2 separate regions of the Anas platyrhynchos genome follow, and region 1 is linked to region 2. Evidence: chromatin contacts called from public Hi-C data. All regions are on one chromosome and are shown on one strand. The core of a region is the stretch at or near the end of the contact, and the rest is flanking DNA. Distances in the headings are between cores, read along the strand shown.

Evidence for each region. A called contact is a pair of places that touch in the nucleus more often than the background predicts.
Region 1: a contact with region 2 is called in a Hi-C map of subcutaneous adipose tissue, with 1.9 times the contacts expected there. The contact joins the promoter of LOC113845171 here to the promoter of PSD2 in region 2. A contact is called at or near these places in 3 of 8 Hi-C or Micro-C datasets (liver, skeletal muscle and subcutaneous adipose tissue).

Annotation. Positions count from the first base shown.
Region 1 is chr14:12,267,822-12,272,975 of IASCAAS_PekinDuck_T2T, reverse strand. LOC113845171 (SLC35A4 upstream open reading frame protein) reads right to left here and starts at 1,706. Exons shown (of 3, transcript XM_027468547.3): 1 at 1,557-1,706; 2 at 1,387-1,485; 3 at 1-1,312. The coding sequence starts at 1,571. The coding sequence ends at 1,115. All of the region lies in intron 2 of NDUFA2 (NADH:ubiquinone oxidoreductase subunit A2), which reads left to right. SLC35A4 (solute carrier family 35 member A4) reads right to left here and starts at 593. Exons shown (of 1, transcript XM_005009969.5): 1 at 1-593. The coding sequence starts at 593.
Region 2 is chr14:12,018,798-12,023,494 of IASCAAS_PekinDuck_T2T, reverse strand. It overlaps PSD2 (pleckstrin and Sec7 domain containing 2), which reads left to right and starts at 3,429. Exons shown (of 15, transcript XM_072023363.1): 1 at 3,429-3,545.

The sequences.
Region 1 (5,154 bases), core at 457-2,956, 250 kb before region 2:
CCTGATATCAGGCAGTACACCGAGATCAGCAACAAGCCCACGAGCGTGATGTGCAGCTGCATCCTGGAGGGGCTGCTAGAGTCCTGTGGGTCCTGCAAGCCTCCAAGGCTGTAGCTCACCCCAGCAGCCATCAGGAGGAAGAGTGCCAGCCACTTGCGCATGCAGAGTCTTTGACGCAGGAAGAGGCTGTAGAGGAGCGCAGTGCTGACAATCTTTAAGTTACTCAGGACCTGGTAGGTGCTGGGATCCATGAAGAGCTGCATGTGAACCACCAGATTGTTGTTTGCAGCATAGAGCAGGGCAGAAAGGGCAAAGGGAACGACGTGGTGCCAGGACACAGCAACTCCCAGCAGCTGCCGGTCCCAGGTCAGCAGGAAGAAGAGGGAGAGCACCAGCTTTGTCAGCTCGACGAGAACCACGACGGATGAAGAGCTGAATGGGATTGTGCCATCCACCTTGCACAGGGTCAGGAGGGGAGCGTGGGAGCCGTACACAGCCACAGACAAGAGCAGCATCAGTCCCCACAGCCCCCGCTGTGACACCCTGGGCACAGGGCTGAGCAGAGCAGCAGTGGCTTTACCAAACGTACCCATTTCCAGGAGGCAGCCAGCAGGGATGAGCTGCTACCAGCGGGGAGAGGCCAGATAGACTCACACCCCGGCACATTCAAGAAGAAAGCGAATACCATGAATTTAATGAGCCTGATTAAAACAGGATATTACCTGTTACATTTCTGATACAGAGGAAAGGAATGGCTTTGTTTCTCGTTAAGGGGAGAAGCAGAAGTCTCCCCAGGAAACCACACAAAGCTCGCTCCTAGGGCAGGGCACCCGCTCAGTGGAAGGGCATGGGGGCAGTGACAGCGGTTTGGGGGCTGCAGGGAGAGAGGACAAGGGAGCAGGCAGCCGGCACGTCCGAGCTGCTGGGGGTGAGGGTATGGTTGCCCCTCACCGTCACCGGTTACCGACACCCCATAACCAAACCGGGGAGCATCTCACAATGATCGGTGGGTGCGAAGCCCTCGTCCAAGGGGCAGGAGCAGCACGCAGGGACACAGGAGCCTCCTGCCCCAGCAGTGCCACTGACACAGCCGCTGCCGGCCGGGTTCCCCTGGCTAGTCCCCACCTTTCCTCAGGGAGCTCAGGTAGTCCCGGACCGTCTTCTCCACGTTGGGCACGGCGTAGTTCTGCGCTGCGTAGACACCCGTGCAGGTCCCCACCACAAAACCCAGGACGGCCGAGAAGCGGAGTTTCGCTACGAGGTAGCCGGCCAGGAAGCCCTTGAGGAAAGGAGAAGCCAGCAGGGAGCCATTCTGCGGGGACAGAGAGGAGTGAGGTTGCGGGACGGGACGGGGCGGCAGAGCCGTCCGGCCCCAACCCTCCTTACCTGCCCCACACCGGCGTGCACCTCGTCCTCCACCCGCCGCTGCAGGCTCTCCAGCTGCCCCTTCAGGAAGGCGAGGTCCTTCAGCTTGGGCAGCGGGTCCTAGGGAAACACACAAGCTGCAGCTCCGTGCCCGCGGCGCCGTGCCGGGCCTGCCCGGCCGCCCCACTCACCTTATCGTCCGCCATGCTGCCGCAGGCGCCGCCCCGCCTGAGGGCGGTGGGAGAGCCCGGCCCCGACCGCCGCCATTTTGAGGCGGGGCGGCGCGGAGCCGGCCGGGCGCCATCTTGAGGCGGGGCGGCCCCGATGTGCTGTGATGGCGGCGGGAAGGGAAGGGAAGGGAAGGGAAGGGAAGGGAAGGGAAGGGAAGGGAAGGGAAGGGAAGGGAAGGGAAGGGAAGGGAACCACTGGGCTGTGAGAGTGGCTTGGCAGACCCCAGCACCAGAGTCCTGAACAACACTGATGAGGAAACAAGAATGACTCCCCAAAATTAAAGCCTTGAACTTTCTAGGAGCTGGCAATTGTTTTGAAGCAGGCTGTCGTGGCTCTGGAGCAGTCACGGTGGTTTCTCTGTGGGGCTCTGCTCCCAGCAGAGCAGGTTGCTCGGGGTGAGGCAATCAGACAAAACCCCCCAGCTCCCATCTCATGTCTCAGCACATTTCCTTGCCCGCTTTGCAGCTGCTGAAGCAAGGTTACTCGTGTTGCTTTGCCTTCTCAGCAGCTGAGTAGATGTGTTTTGCTGGCAGAAACCAGTAACCCTGGAAGCCCTGCGTCAAGACAGAGCAGGGCCCCAGCAACACAGCACCTGCAGCCCAAGCACACTGCTGCCACTGCCATCTCCTTCCAAAGGAAGATGGCCCCAAGAAAACATCTTGTTTTGGGGCCCCAGGGCCACGGAGATATGCTCTGGCTTCAGTCTGATGTATTTACTGTAGCACATTCAGGAGCAAAAATGGCCTCAGCTCCTCCTTTGCCCTGGAGCAAGCACATGAACAGGGTGTGTACCTTCCTCTCACCTGCTGTGGGATGGAAAAAGCGCCTCTTGCTCTGCCTGGCTGCCTTTCCAGCTCTCATGTTTTGTTTTCCTGAAGAGGGGGATGAATCATCAGCTGCTACTATCCTGTGAGAGGACTTCAGGAATGGGGAAGCTCTTAAACAGCAAAGGAGAGACTGCATCCAAGTGACCTAGTTGACAGCTGCATCTCTGCCAAGTTACCAAGTGTACCTGCAGTTTCCAAACAATAAAAGCACAGCAGGGTTCAGCATGGCCTCCAGGGACTCAGCTCTCCTTCAGCAGCCACTACACCAGTGACTGGGGCATTTGGCTCCACTTGATTGGTTTGGGAGCCAAAATGGGAGGTTTGGTGTCGGTCTTTGGGGAAACCACAGGCAGGATGCTTGCTTGGGTGCTACAGAAAGCGGAATCTCTTCAGATGCTAATAGCTACGAACAGGCAATACAGGAAGCTGATTCATGTGCTGATAGAGTTTCCAGAGAAAAGGCTACTTTTCACCCCACTCAGGGAACAGGAGTAGACAGGGTCTTCTACTTCCAATATATATGTATTCGTATTTAAACCATGATATTAGTATTGATTTATGAGTGTTTTATAGCCCCGTGAATGGAACACATCAATGCAAGTAGCTGAGATCGTGCTTTCGATACAGTTTGTAAGAGGAAGGGAAAGAGCAAGGTGGGACAAAGGAAGTGTGTGTAAAGAGGCAGTTAAAGAAAAGAACCCGAGGAGAATGCTCCCCTCCCCACAGAGGCTCACTGAAGGGAGAAAAGTGGGCAGAGAGCAGCAGGGATGTGGACATGGCTTTTGGCTGACCTCTCCCAGCTGCAGCAGCATTGCCCAAGAGCTCAGCACAAAGAGGAGCTGGAGTTGTGTAGTCCTTCTGCAAATTAGGTCTGTTGCCATGGATTAAATGCACGAAGAACTGCTTTGTCTCAGTTGTGGCCATCCAGATTTTGTTCCCAAGAGTGGAAATGATGTGGCATGTTGCTCTTGTGTGGTTTCTGCTCAGCTTTTCCTGTGGTAGCTCCACAGCAAAGGATGCCCAAGCTGCTGGGAGCAGTGCAAACTGATGGGCACAAATGCACTTGCAGGCCTGCCAGCTTCCCTTTTTCTACCTTATTTTGTCCATGGATTAATGAAAGCAAAACCTAGTTACTGCTCCATCTGTGGAGTTGTCTGAAAAAAAAAATATATATATATATGGCCAAAGCCTTGAGGAATAAAGCTTCTTTTTCAGTGAGGGGCAGTCAAGGGGACACCTCATCCCCTGCACATACGAACAGTGATCTGTCAGCGCTTGACTCAGCATCCTGCTGACACACTTTGTTCCTTGGTATTTGGGCTGGTTCACCACGAATGTGATGTTGTCTTCCAACCTGTGCTGTGCTGGTTTGTGGCTTCCTCCAGGAGGCTTCATGCCTGGCAGCTGCTCCCAGTTTCTTTTCAGTGTGAGCACGTTCGTTCTGGGACAAGGCTGGTGTCACAGGGATGCACCTCTGGAGGGAGGATGGCTGGGATGTGGCTCTGTTCCTGCACCCAGTGCAAAAAACACTCTGCTGAGCTGTCTGGGAGGAGACCACCGACCAGGCCAGGCTCTCAGCCCGCTGCTCAGAGGGACCTGGGCTGGAAGCTCTGAAGAGGGGTCCCTGGGACCTCTGTACTCTGCCCAGCCTGGCAGTGCCCCTCACCCAACACTGTGAGCCGTGGGTGGCACTGCAGCCCCCGTGGGGGTGCCTGTGGTGGCCGTGAAGCCCCCTATGGCAAGTCCACGTGGTGGCTTTGCAGACCCCATGACAATTCCATGGGTGATCCCATAGTTTGCTGGGAACAGAGAGCTGGTGAGCTGGCCTTTAGGACATGAAGATGGAACTTACCAATGAATTCAGAGACTCACCTCCTCACTGGGCTGCAAGGATTAGAAGGCAGTTCCTTTTATATTGCTTCAAGGGGAAAAAAGTCAACAGCTTCCACTACATCTCATTGGGGGAAAAAAGCACTCTTCAAGTAAGGTGCTCTGTAACCCTTGCCCATCACGCAGAAATAACCCTTTTCCCCTACATGAGCTTTGCACTTATTTTTGCCTTTCTTTGTGCAGAACCAAGTCATGCTGGGGACCTTACTCAGTCTAACCCAGCCACTAATGCTACCTGCTAAACATAAGTGACAGCACTAACAGCTTGGGAAATAGGAACTATAGAAGCAAACCTGACTAATTGAAAGAAATTAATGTTTTGGATGCTTGGCTAACAATTTAATTGAAAACTGGGGTGCTGGGCTGGATGTATCTGTTAACCCCATGCACACTATACCAGGATTTAAAGGCTCAGGTGTGAGCTTGCAGTTACAGCATGCAAGAGCATCGAGCCAGCCCCACGAAGGTTTCTGGGCTGTCTTGCTGGTGGCTCTCAAATTTAGTTTATACCCATTCACCACATGTATTACACTTCTCCCCCTGAATTGCTGGGAAGAATAAATGAAAGGGACCACAAAGTCACCACGACACCAGGGCAGGTAAGGAACAGCCAGTTTAAGCCCCAGAGATGTGTGAGTGGCTGATAGCTGAAGCACTGAGCTGCAGTTTTCCTTGCTTTGCAGGATGCCAAACTTTAACCACAGAGAGGAGTGAACTTGGTCAACGCGCTGGTTAACTCAATCACTTCAGATGAGCCCACTTTTCAAGCAGGAAGTTTCCTACGGAAAAGGTAAAATAATCAGTGTGATTGCAAAGGCCTTTCTTGAAGCACAACCACCAA
Region 2 (4,697 bases), core at 2,180-4,679:
GTGTAAAGCACAATGCAGAGATGTCCACTGCAGTCTGTGACTGCTGGTTCTTATTTGCATTTTCCTCTGAAGATCACTTGCTCCACTGTCCCACTTGCTTCCTGCTGAACACGTCTTGGAAGAATTCACAGCCCAGTTGCAGCGAGCATGGCTGGTCTGACAGAAGTCTTTAAGTTACGTTCTGCAATGTCAAAAGAGTCAGTGCCCAGGGCAGAGTGATTAAGAGGCTGTAGCAGAAAGAAACTTTCAGATCTGCCATAGGAAGGGTCATGTATCCACTGAGTAACTCCAGTAATATTTTGAGTATCGCTTGTCCGTGCAGCTTATAGCTGCTCCACTCCTTGGTGAATCAGAGTCAGTCTTCTCAATGCAAGAGGAGCTGCAGAGACGTTAAATAAATCAAGGTAAAACCAGGCCCTCAATTGACATTAGCCAATATCCTCACTTTCCACTAAGTAACAAGGACAAGGACCTTGCTGTGCTGGGTGCTGCACAGAGGAGATGTGTCTGGTGGAACACATCTCTTCTCGTGGCCCAACAGAGACATGGAAATCTTCTCAGAGGTGATGATCTTGATATCGTTCAAAGTTTTCACAAATCATTAGGGAACTGGTGCACTAGGAAAGTCAGGGGAATATGCTAGCAGCTTAATGATGATGAATTCAGCTGTGGTGTCAATGGATGCTCTTTCTTTGGTTCTGCTGGGCTAACTCAGAAGGCCCTTGGCTGCTGCAAGGGGCTGGTGTCTCCTGCAGCTGACAGAAGGTGGGATACACACATCCCCACACATCTACCCATTCAGTTTGCTCTTCTCCTGTAACAGCCACACAGAGTCTTTCAGTGTGGACAACATCTGACCCAAGGGTCTTATCACTGCGTTCAAACAGTTCCTGTGTAGGCAAAAATGTGCCTTGTCAGGGTGCAATGTTAGAAGAGAGTCTGCCCTGTCTGCAGCCTTGAAGGCCACAGTTTCCCAGCGAGCAAGGGAGGAAGGTGAATGCTTTATAGCCCCATCAGTGAAGTCACTGAAAGCTTCTTAATTCAGTAGGAGTGGGGGGCTGAGTATTGTCAGCAACCAGAAATTATTTCCACTGGCCTCTGTTGTCCGTAGTCTGTTGCATTAAGGGCCATTACATGCTGCAGTTTGCTTGTGCCAGGTCCGCTGTGGGGCTTTTGAGACAAACTGGGTGTTGCAGGAGCAAAAGGGAGCTGGGATCTAGTGGGAGAGGTAACTGGTGGCAGAAGAGACCCCTGAGAGCAAGACAGGGGTTGGTACCTGTGCAAGCCATGACATGGGAGCACCAACCCTGTAGTCATCCTTTGCCTTGGTGTGAGAGGGTGCCTGACACATGCTCCTGGAAGATCAGCAGTTGGCCCCGAGCATGTCCCAGATGGTTTGATGCCAGGGTGTTTGCACACAGCTCTGCCATTTAATAGGGAGAGAACGCATAGCTGATCCCAGCTGAAGCCATACACTAAAACGCTGACAGACTGTTTGTCAAGACACAAACATTGGCAAATGGCCCTGTTTGCCATATACTTAGAGTCAAGACAGAGAGGGAGGGAACCCAAGAACACTGCTGTCTCTGGCAGCATCTGAGAGTCATCAAGAGCGGTTCACTGTGTATTTCTAGGAAGGAGGAAGTAACCTTCTCAGAAGATTTGAAACACCTTTTTCCAAATGGGTGGTATTGGGATGGCTGGCTTCTTAAAATGAGGCTGGGGGTGGTAGGGCATCTGGGTACATTGTTCACACAGCACAGACTGGGGGGTGAAGCATGCCACCTGTCCAACCAGAATGGTACCTCTTTGGTCCCTTCAGCCTGGAAGAAGCTTAGGATCAGAATCATAGAATCATTTAGGTTGGAAAAGACATCTAAGATCAAGTCCAACCATCAACCTAGTACTGTCTACCACTAAACCATGTCCCTAAGCACCACATCTACACACCTCTTTTGAATACCTCCAGGGATGGTGACACAACTACTTCCCTGGGCAGCCTGTTCCAATGCCTCACAACCCTTTCAGTAAAGATTTGTTTCCTAATATCCAACCTAAACATCCCCTCATGCAGTGTGACGCCATTTCCTCGTCCTATCACTTGTTTGAGAGAAGTGACTGACCCCCATCCCACTACAACCTCCTTTGAACTAGCTGTAGAGAGTGACAAGGTCTCCCTTAAACCTCCTTTTCTCCAGAATAAATAATCCCACTTCCCTCAGCCATCCTCATAAAACTTGAAGGTTTCTAGACCCTTCACCACCCTTGTTGCCCTTCTCTGGACATGCTCCAGCACCTCAATATCCTCCTTGTAGTGAGTGGCCCAAAACTGAACACAGTACTCGAGGTGCAGCCTCACCAGAACTAATTACAGAGAGAAAATCACCTCCCTAGTCCTGCTGGCCACACTGTTTCTGATACAAGTCAGGATGCTGTTGGCCTTCTTGACCTTCTTGGTTCAACTGTGACACACTTGGCTCACCTATGACATATTTGTGCCATAAATTTATGGTGGTGCTGGAAAGGGAAGAATTTCTCCTAAACAGCAGCCATGGCTTCTGGTCTATAGTGCATCCCACAGGGTACCTGGGTTTGCAGCTTGGAAAAGCCAGCTCCCAGGCAGTCCGGGTGGCAAGGCTAGCGAAAGGTTCCTGAAGGCAGAGTGAGAGCTGCTTTTCACAGCAATCAAAGCAAGAAAAACGTAAGCATTGTCCCTATGCTGATCTAGAAACCTTCAGTTTGCAAGCAGGTGCCTTTTGTCTCTCATATGATCCCACTAATTTCAGAGAAACTTTTGAACCTAACTGCTAACCAAACTGGGACTCAATTCAACATGATTGACTTCTACAAACAAGCAGCCCTGTGTTTCCAGCAGCTCTGTCCTGACAGATGCTGAACACTTCTTAGGGCAATAGGGTGGGTGTGAGGGGTGCCCAGAGAAAGGAAAACAAAGCTCATGTGGGTGAGGGGCACATAAGAAGAAGGGGCATAAGGAGGGAAGGATCACCATGGAGCAGACAGTAAGGCAATTTTCATTTCCATGGACATCTCTCCAGGGCAGCCTGATGTTAAAGGAGTTTGTAGCTTTACATTACCAGTCATTACCCCATCGAAATTATCAAAACAGGTGATGGACAGATGGATGGTTGACAATTAGGCCAGCTTAACTTGGGTTCAAGGTTCAACGAAGGGGGTGGGGGGGGGAACCTTCTTTTGGGGTTTGATCCTCTGCTTCGAGTGCGGGCGGCAAAGACGTTGTGGAGCATCCCTTTCACCAAGAGCCGAGTAGGGAGGAAGAGGAGGACGGCTGGGCTGGGCTGGGCTGGGCTGGGTTCGGCTCGGCTCGGCTCGATCCCGGCTGGGCGCATCCCTCGGCCGCCCCTGCAGTACCGCCCCGCTCCGCACCGCGTCAGGCGCCCACGGCTGCGGCTCGGCGGCGGCACCCACCGGCACCCGGGCGGCAGCGGCACCCTGTAAAATGTCCGTGCCTGTGTCACGCAGGGTCTCCCACTTGCCACAGTCTGGTCTCTGGAGCATGCATCCAGGTAACTTGTGCTGGGGAATGTCCTGGCAGCTGGGTCCTGCATCCTCGCTGCCCATCCTGCCCACCCACCGTCCTCTGCACTGGGCTTCAGGACCCCTTTAACATCCTTGTCCATATCGTATGGGGGAGGCAGAAGAGGCCGAGTGACTTCTTCCCAACCCAATGCAAACACCTCAAGGAGCAACTCCAGCAGCAGCTTGGCCACAGCAGCGCTCAGGTCCCCGCACACTTATCCTGCCCGCAGCTTCCCCTGCCCACCCTGTCCCATCCACAGCTTGCAGGTGGCCCTGATGAGAAGAGCGTAATGTCTCTGACCTGAAACCCCCCAAAAAAACCTTCTCTGTCGATTAAACTCCTTTCGCTGATGCTGAGCTCTTCCTCCCGGCCTCAGCCCCTTTCTCCCCACTTTACAGCTTTCCATCTCTCAGCAGCGCTCCAGCCCAGCAGGAAGATGCTGCGCGCACGGCTCCATCCACCCGCGCGTGGGGCTGCGCCGGGCGGAGGGCAGGGGCTGCCTGGGGGGGTCAGGAGCTGCCTGGGGGTTAGGGTCTTCCCCCCCACGGGGGGGTGCGCTGCCTCCTCGTTCCCCATCCCCGGTGCAGCGGGCGCGGTGAGGCCGCCAGGGGGAGGCAAAGGGCGCAGCGGCGGCAAAGGGGCGGCAGCGACCGGTGCCGGTGCCGGTGCCGGTGCTGGGTGTCCCGGAGCGGCTCCCCATGGCCGCGCTCCGCCGGGACCCGGCGAAGCGGGGATGCGGAGGAAGGGTGAGTGCACACCCGGGATGTGGGCGGCGGAGGGGGGTCGGCCCGGAGCCGGGGGGTACGGGGCTCAGCGGGGGGAGCCCCGGGAGCACCCGCAGGTGCCCCCTTGCCTCGCCCGCAGGTGCCCCGCGGCCCCCGGGGCTGCTCCACGGGACCACGGGAGCGTGGCCGGGGGTGGCGCGGGGTGCGGGGAGCCGTGGTGAGCACAAGGAGAGCTCCCCCTGGCCTGGAGAGCCGCCCAGGAACGAGCACTGGAGGGCGGGAGGAGGGGGGAGAGCGCTAAGCCTGTGCTCAATCACGGCGTTGCTATCTCAAAGGGCTGCAGGGCTGCTCAGGAAGGATTTGGTGTGCTGGTTTTGGAGGGTTTGAGGCTTGGCAGAGGGCTTTTCAGAAAG